3 separate regions of the Mus musculus genome follow, and all the other regions are linked to region 1. Evidence: chromatin contacts called from public Hi-C data. All regions are on one chromosome and are shown on one strand. The core of a region is the stretch at or near the end of the contact, and the rest is flanking DNA. Distances in the headings are between cores, read along the strand shown.

Region 1 (2,700 bases), core at 199-2,698:
GTAAACACACGTTTATTTTTGTAAACAGTGCTCTCTGGTTTGCTTTTCTACAGCAACCAATGTTGAATCATTACCCAGAGGGTTTGGTTTCTAAGCTTTTAAAAATATGAACAACAAGAAGAAAGAAAACCAGAAGTGGCACTTCTCAAAAACGTTAAATGTTAAAAAAGAAGAAGAAGAAGAAGAAGAGGAGGAGGAGGAGGAGGAGGAGGAGGAGGAGGAGGAGGAAGGAGAAGGAGAAGGAGAAGGAGAAGGAGAAGGAGAAGGAGAAGGAGAAGGAGAAGGAGAAGGAGAAGGAGAAGGAGAAGGAGAAGGAGAAGGAGAAGAAGAAGAAGAAGAAGAAGAAGAAGAAGAAGAAGAAGAAGAAGAAGAAGAAGAAGAAGAAGAAAGGAAAGAGAGAGAGTGAGCGAGAGAAACAGAAAGAAAAGAAAAAAGAGGTATTTCAAAGAAAAACGAGCAATCTTTGCTCTGATCCGAACTTAGAGCTTGGAGAAACTGTTCCCTTAACTCTCCTGGAAAGAAAGACTTTTCCTCCAGCATAAATGAGAATCTTTCCAAGCACCGCTGACTCCCCAACCAAGGAAGTTTACAGTTTTCTGAGGCAGGACAGTGATAGTCAGAGGGGCATCCTTACCCACTTAAACTGACTTTATTAATACAAAAATCTTTCAAAATACTGAAGCTGTGGAGGTATGAACAAACCTCCAAACCCCAATCCATATTTTACACACCAGATTTTACACATCCACTCTTTTGCCTTTGAATGAACCCGCTGGAGCAGGAAGGGTGGTTCGCGTCACAGGATGTCGCAGTTCAGTCGACCGCAGCCCCGCTCTAACCCTGGCTGTACCTCGGCGGTGCTTCCACCCACCATCAAGTTTCCGCGGCTTCACAACAGTACACCAACCACCCAAGCTCCCCGTGGGATTTTTCTCCTCGCCTCTAAAAGCCTGCACTTCATCTCCAAAGGCAGAAATGTCCCTGTCCCTCCTACCAGCTGCGGGAGGCGCCGCCCCAGGCCCCGAGAGACAGGGAGCGCGTGTGGACACGCACAAAGGTCCCTCCCGGGGACGCAAGCCCGAGCAAGCAGCGAGAGGGAAACGGGGCGCCGACAGGAGGAGGAGGCGCGCAGGGAGGACAGGGGGTCCCGGCATCAGACCCCTCCGCCGCCCCACACCGCAGACTCGCGAGCTCCGCAATGCCCTTCCCGCGTCCCTTCTCCCGAAGGCGCGGGGAACCGGCGGCCCTACCTCCACTAGCAGCCCGAGCAGCAGCGCCGCCACCCTGCCGAGCCGGCGGCCCATGGCTCCAGCGAGGACCGTCCGAAGCCGGGCTGTACGGCCAGCTCAGGGCCAGTCCGCACCCCGGGACGGGCGGGTGGACTCCGGGGATACGAGCTGAAGCCGGCAGAAGGACGCGCGGCAAGCCGGCGGAGCTCGAGGACGTGCCAGGCCGCCCTCGCCGCGCGCCCCCGATCCACCTCACGGGCGCGCGCTCGTGGGCTCGGAGCCTGCAAAGTCTGTGGAGCGCGCTGCGGGACGCGGAGACAGCGGGGCTGGGTGAGAAGACGGCCTGATGTCTCCTCTCTCGGAAGAGACCATCTTGTCTCACCTTGATAGTTCTGGGAAGGTTTTTATAGGACACCGGGTTTGGGAGCTGGGGGATGGATACGGATGGACCCATCACTGGGTCTTCCTGAAGTTTCTAGCCACGGAGACATTCTCACTGAGGTTCCTGTAGGTAAGGTGGGAGGTCCACTCCGCCCCAGGACAGTTAAAACCACAAGGAAAGGACAGCTGGTTGCAAAAGGTTAGTGTAGGTTTATGCCAACATCTTTCTGCCTGACTCTGCTAGGACCCCACCTTTGGACTCCACAGTGCACCTCACCTTTGAGGTAGGCTCTTTGACCATAGGGAATTGCTGCTAACTATTCTTACTTTCTCTCAGACATTCCCCTCTGGCCCCTCTCCACACACACATAACAATAAGGCTCAGATGACATCTGAATTTACTGAACTTACTGAAGCATTGGTTGAACTTGTATCAGACCTGAGCTGGAGGCCAAATATGTAGAGGTGAACAAGAAAACAGCTAGTTTAAACTATGATGCGTAACGCTGAGTACAGAGATCAGGAAATAGAATCAATCCTTTAGGTTCAGAGAGATCCCTAAACAAGTAGCAACACTTGCCAGGAAAGGCTGAAGATTTGAGCTTCTCCCTGGATATGTAAGATGGAAACAGAATCGTCTCGTTGTATCACATGGGCACATGGCATACATGCATACCTTCAGACAAACACATCACGCACACAAATGAATTAATTTTTTTTTTTTTTAGCAACTAGAGTTCGTTAAATTACAGAACCACCTCCAACAGGATATGGAGGGAAGACAGAAAAACGGATCTCTCACAGGCGAGTCTTAAATACTTTGCCAACTTTCAGTACACATACTTGGTTAAGATAGAGCATACACCATGAAACTATACCTGCTATAACTGGCAAGCAAAGAAGGAAAAAAAAAAAAACTGGCCTCATGATTACCCTCAAATTCCATGTTCCAACACAATAATAGCTTCCTGAAGTTTTATAGTAACAGGATAAAAATAAAAAATCAAGCCCTTTAGTGGAGGCACTAAGTAGATAGGTTATAGTGGAGCAGGGAAATCTCTGCTTTGGCCCTGATGATATTCTTAATTCT
Region 2 (2,700 bases), core at 201-2,700, 39 kb before region 1:
TTTGACAGCAAATTGATACCCATTTAAATCACACAGCACAAAAACTACAAATGGAGTAGCATGAATTTGGCAATGAGGTATGCAAGGGCGGCCAAGTCTACCACCTGATCAGAGTTCAGGCTGATGACTAGGCTATTTCCTCAGCTTAGTCTTTCCCTGCACTGCTGTTTCTAGGCAAGATGTTTAAGAAAACAGCACAGGTTGGGTAATTTATAAGTGTTATTTCTCCACAGCAGACTCCCTAAGCCTCATCTGACAGGCAATCAAATGCTACACTCAGCTACCTGATCAACCACAGAGAACAGGGTTTTAGAAAGCAAGGGGTAGAGGGAGTGGGGAACTACACTGGAACAAGAGCTTTGCTCCACATCCTTCACCTCCTTGCACACCTCCAGGGTGGGAGAAACCCTGTTTTGGTTACTCTCATGGGACTGTGATAAAATACCATGACTAAAGGCAACTTAAAGAAGAAAGGTTTTACGTGGCTTAGTGTTCATCATGGTGGGGAAGGTATGGCAGCAGACAGGGCAAGCATGGAGACAGAGGCAGAAGCTGGCTGATCATACTTCCACACACTCATAGGAAGCAGAAAGAACAGGGAGTAGGGCGAGGCCATAAACCCCCAAAGCTCAGTTCCAATGACAGACTTCCTCCACTAAATTTACACCTCCTAAGATTCCATAAACAGGCAGCCACCTAGGACCAAGAGTTAAATATATGAGCCGATATGTCTTGTTCAGATGACCACAGACCTATATGTATCAGGACCAGAGTCACAATGGAGCCATGATCGGTACTCTGTCTAGCTCTCACACTGGTACCTTCTATTTGAGAGGGCAGGTAAAGTGACTCTATTGGGCACTGGCTCAAAGAAGCTTGTTTCTGGGCTTTCTGTTAGCTGTGTTGTATCTTTTCAACTGAAACATTCCCTGTTATAGGGATAAGAGAGGGTCAAAAGACTCAAGAAGTAAACAAAACTTTCAAGTCTCTGATATCTGAAGCCTACAATATTCTCAAGGCATCAACAAGCAATTGCTAAGGAAAAAATGTTTCTACTCACCAAGTGGGCATTGAGCCACTTAGGGAGCCCCAGAGCTACAATGAGTTATCCCCCATGCTGGGTGAGCTTTCCAAGGGCACGAATCCCTTAAAGTGACTTATACTCCTATACATAGCCCAAAGATTTATGGGCTCACTAAGCTACATTTGAGTAAAGCAGTTTCTATGGTTGGCTATTAGCTAGCATCCTATCTGGGATGAGTTCATGTCTATCTAGGGAAAGCTATTCAGTGCAATGTGACACCAAGGGGTGATAATTTACGCATTCAGCATTGTTCATAACACAGGACAACTAATTTCTTGAAAAGCAGCTTCACTGTTTCACTGTTTAACGGTGGGACCTGGGATTTGGAGCTCATTAATGGCCTGGATTAAACTGACAGACAAGAGCAGTACTGGGAAGAATGGGTTTTGTCAGGTGCTAGACAAGCCAGAGACAAGACTATCTGTCCATCCTATATTCCTTTCCATGCTTTTCCTTCTGGGTACGGCTTCCCTTCCATTAATAAGTTTTCAAAGAGGCATCCTCAGGTTCTTTCATTTAAATACATTTACATCTGAATCCTTCTGTTTCTGCCCCTCAGTATGGCAAACAAAGATGTGGCTCAAACATTAAAAAAACCCTCTGAAATGCTTCAGCTCCAAGGTAATGGCTGAGCATCCAGTGGTCTATTACTGCATTGATCTTAAAGTTTACTCAGCATTCCAAGAGAAGAGAGGAAAGCCAAGCACCAAGACCAGGCTGGGGTAAAACCTTTTCCACTTACAGGACAATGGGGTACTTACTATTTTAAATCATTTGTGTTCAGTCAAGAAGACTCAATCACTAGCTAGGCAGGGGTGTAAGAGAACACCTAAAAGGCTTCTTCACTGAGCAGTACATGAACTTGATCATTTCCTGGACCAGGGAGATTGGCATAAATCATGTGACTGATCCATTAGTTTAGCTCAAGAGACCCCAGAGAATTCATCAATTTCAATAGCAATTACATCAGCCTTTCTACACTTTCTTCCATGGCCATAAAAACTTCCTTAGACAATGGAATACTTTGAAACCTCTCTCATCCTCAGAAATTTCTCTTACTCTTTTTAAATTATCACTTTTTCTCAGTTGCAGAGATGCAACATTATACAAATATCTCTTACATTCTAAGAGAATAGATCTTTTGCTGGAGCTCATAGAGAAATTAATAATACATCTTGGAGTCACAATTTAAGACCAATCTAATCTGTACTCAAACTAATTTGCCTTTAAGAACAATGTAAGGACCAATCTTACTTGCTTTGGACTGCCCATGACATCAGCTTTTACAACCTAAGGCTAAGGCATAACTACAATCTTAATTATTTATTCCTCCATGATCTTAACTCATTAGAACGTATTTATATCACTTGCTGAAAGCAGCCAATACAGAAGTTGAATGTCCTCAAATCAACCATAAAAGTGGAAAGCATTCATTTAAGGTTATTTGTTGATAAAACAATCACTTTTGTTATTTGGATGAGTTGGGATCCATTGGAGTCAGTGGTTTAATCCCTTTTAAAACCTTTATTAAAGATTTCTGTAAAGTAACTCATTCCTTCCCACTGTGATACTTTCTGCGCTGTTTAATAAACACAGAGTGAAGCCCTTTGCTAGGG
Region 3 (2,700 bases), core at 65-2,564, 60 kb before region 1:
TCCTTTCTCCCCAGGCTGCTTTAAGTCACAGTGTTTTATCCCAGCAGTAGAAATCCTAAGACAGTAGGTAAGGCCCTTCCCCATACCTCAGTGAACTGCAGTTTTAATAGAAGCGGTGAAAACTGAATGGCAAATGTATACAACTCTTTATTCATAACAAATGACAAGAAAAATGAAGACTGGAAGAATAGACCTGTGTGATATATTACGTGTATCAAAATTCATCATTTTACTTTAAGTGTATAAGTCACTGCACTGGGAGATATACACTAAGATATCAATTGTAGATAAGAACGAACAAATAAGTCTAGTGGTGGTAGCAATCTCAGCACTTAGGAGGCAAAGGCAGGTGGATCTCTGAGTTCGAGATCTGTTCTACAGAGTGAGTACCAGGACAGTATTATAGAGAAACCCTGTCTCAAAAAGCTCCCCCTCAAATAAAGAACAAGTATTCTCTTTCAGCTATATTTGAGGTAGGTTCTAAAAGACAGGAAGAGGGAGAATAGGAAGTCTTGTGAGAAGAATGGCACAGGTGAAGAGACCTAGAGAACAGCAAGCTCAGTGAAGACATGCCAGAGTTGGCTCTGGCCGGACTCAGGAAATGGGTTCAGAGGTCTGGAGAAGCCAAGAAACTCATCAGCAAGAATGCAGGAATCACAAAGGGTTCTCTCTCTCTCTGTCTCTCTGTCTCTCTCTTTCCCCCTCCCTCCCCGTCCTCTCTCTGTGTCTATCTGTCTCTCTCTGTATGTGTCTGTCTGTCTATCTGTCTGTGTGACTGTCTCTGTCTTCCCCCCACTCTCCCTTTCCACTCTTTCCCCATCTTTACAAGTACAGTCCTATATCCTCGGCCCATTTTACCTTTTTTTTTAACTTTCAGGTAGAGTCTCATTACCTTACTCAAGCTGACATGAATGCATTCTGTATTCCAAGCAGGTTTTGAACATAGAACTCACCTGCCTTAGCCTCCTAGGGAGCTGAGACTACAGGTCAGTGCCACCAGGCCCAGCTGGACTTGCCTCTTAGAGCTAATTATCTTGCCTTCAGTGTTAAGTCCCACAATACATATCTGTGTACTTTGGGAAACGTGTAGACAGGTGGGATATGCATAGATTCACTTTCTCAGTTGACGCTGCTGGTCACCCTAACAGGCCTGGCTCTCTGGTCTTCAGCATGAGAAAAGGCTTAGATGCTGGTTACCCTGCCAGATGGACCTTTTCTCTCCTAGATGAAAATCGACACTGTACCTTACACTTCAGAAGCAAGCACAGGACAGAGTCACTTGGCAGGAGGCCAACTTGTGGCTTTGGTATCACACAGTAACAGATCTATTCCTTATTGAAAAATTAGCCTCAGGACTTACTCCTAAAAGGGGAGCCGACAAAAGGCCAGGAAAATGAACTGCATGTTGCCTGGGCAAGAGTTGTGGCAATTAATGAGAAAGTCATTTTTAAAGGATTCTGACCCTTATGCAGGTCACACACTGCAGTCTCTTCTGTTGTGCAGCATAGATGGCAAGCTTTCCAAGGACTGACTGGGAGAAGTTGTTTTCATTTTGTAAATGAAGTCAGAAGTAATCCAGTTTCTTTATTTTAGTTTGCCTTTTCAATTCCTCTTTTAATGGGGGGAAGTTCTCCATTCTGCAATGTCCTGGTGACTGGCAGCAATGACACAAGACCCTGTGGCCTGGATCCATTCCAGGAGAGGTATGGGAACCTCTTCCTTTCCATTTGGCAACATGTGCTTCACAATGTTAATGAAGGATACAAACAGCCACAGTTCCAAAATGTGACAACTTAATTCAAACCTTCCCCAACAGGGCTGCTCTGTTTGGCCCCAGTGGGAGAGGATTCTACTAACCTTGTAGAGACTTGATGCCCCGGGCTGGAGAGATACCTGGCAAGGGGACACCCTCTCAGAAGATAGGGGGAGGGAGAAGGGGGAAAATCTGTGAGGGGGACCAGGAGGGGAGGCAGCTTTTGGACTGTAAATAAAAACAAACCAAATAAACAAACAAACTCTCAGCTTAAGATTTTACAGGTGGCAGGGCCTCTTAAATGCATTCTCTTCCAAACCACAATACTGGAGCCCAGCACAATCAGAAACTTCATCCAGCAACTGATAGGAACAGATACAGATACTCACTGCCAAAGATCAGAGAGTGCCAGAGGAACCCCAGAGAAGAGGGAGAGAAATGTTTATAGGAGCCAGAGGGGTCAAGGACACCATAAGAACAAGGCCCACTGAATCAACTAAGCAGGGCTCATAGGGACTCACAGAGACTGAACCAACAAACAAGGTGGGCCTTTTCTTTGTGGGGCTCCCAACAGGGGGGGGGCAGAGCCTGTCTCTGACTCTTCTGCCTGCTTTTGGGACCCTCTTCCTCCTACTGGGTTGCCTTGTCCAGCCTTAATACAGGGGTAGTACCTAGTCTTACTGTAACTTGTTATGCCATGTTTGGTTGATGTCCCTGGGTGGCCTGTTCTTATCTGAAGGGAAACAGAGGAGGTGTAGGCCTGAGAGAGAGGGGCAAGGACTGGGTGGAGAGGAGGGAGGGGAAACTGCAGTTGGGATGTGATATACGAGAAAAGAATTAAGAAATTAATTGATTAGAAGAAGAGGAGGAAGAGGAAGAAAAAGAAGAAGAGGAGGAGGTGGAGGAAGGGAGGAAGAGAAAGAGAAAGAAGAGGATGAGGATAAGGT

What was found. A called contact is a pair of places that touch in the nucleus more often than the background predicts.
Region 2: a contact with region 1 is called in a Hi-C map of rod photoreceptor, with 1.8 times the contacts expected there. The contact joins the enhancer-like site here to the promoter of Vopp1 in region 1. A contact is called at or near these places in 6 of 39 promoter capture datasets (the HPC-7 cell line, embryonic stem cells, fetal liver and 2 more), 1 of 15 datasets of contacts at CTCF or cohesin (CD8 T cells), 7 of 484 Hi-C or Micro-C datasets (CD4 T cells, CD8 T cells, cerebral cortex and 4 more), 4 of 115 datasets of contacts at active chromatin or transcription factors (CD8 T cells, bone marrow-derived dendritic cells, embryonic stem cells and 1 more) and 4 of 9 other capture datasets (adipose tissue, embryonic stem cells, liver and 1 more).
Region 3: a contact with region 1 is called in a Hi-C map of the G1E-ER4 cell line, with 3 times the contacts expected there. The contact joins the enhancer-like site here to the promoter of Vopp1 in region 1. A contact is called at or near these places in 6 of 39 promoter capture datasets (the HPC-7 cell line, embryonic stem cells, fetal liver and 2 more), 26 of 484 Hi-C or Micro-C datasets (the AML12 cell line, CD8 T cells, the G1E-ER4 cell line and 19 more), 5 of 115 datasets of contacts at active chromatin or transcription factors (CD8 T cells, bone marrow-derived dendritic cells, embryonic stem cells and 2 more) and 4 of 9 other capture datasets (adipose tissue, embryonic stem cells, liver and 1 more).

The regions. Positions count from the first base shown.
Region 1 is chr6:57,823,677-57,826,376 of GRCm38.p6, forward strand. Vopp1 (vesicular, overexpressed in cancer, prosurvival protein 1) reads right to left here and starts at 1,449. Exons shown (of 5, transcript NM_146168.1): 1 at 1,251-1,449. The coding sequence starts at 1,304.
Region 2 is chr6:57,784,316-57,787,015 of GRCm38.p6, forward strand. All of the region lies in intron 2 of Vopp1 (vesicular, overexpressed in cancer, prosurvival protein 1), which reads right to left. Among named protein-coding and RNA genes, the nearest start is that of Vopp1, 39 kb to the right of the region's middle. Within about 2 kb of position 1,451, at least 8 of the 459 cell types and tissues checked have an H3K27ac peak or open chromatin away from gene starts, as enhancers often do. A contact at or near this core is called in rod photoreceptor, where this site is marked.
Region 3 is chr6:57,764,002-57,766,701 of GRCm38.p6, forward strand. The region is part of intron 3 of Vopp1 (vesicular, overexpressed in cancer, prosurvival protein 1); the gene reads right to left. Among named protein-coding and RNA genes, the nearest start is that of Vopp1, 60 kb to the right of the region's middle. Within about 2 kb of position 1,315, at least 71 of the 459 cell types and tissues checked have an H3K27ac peak or open chromatin away from gene starts, as enhancers often do. A contact at or near this core is called in the G1E-ER4 cell line, the HPC-5 cell line, adipose tissue and 11 more, where this site is marked.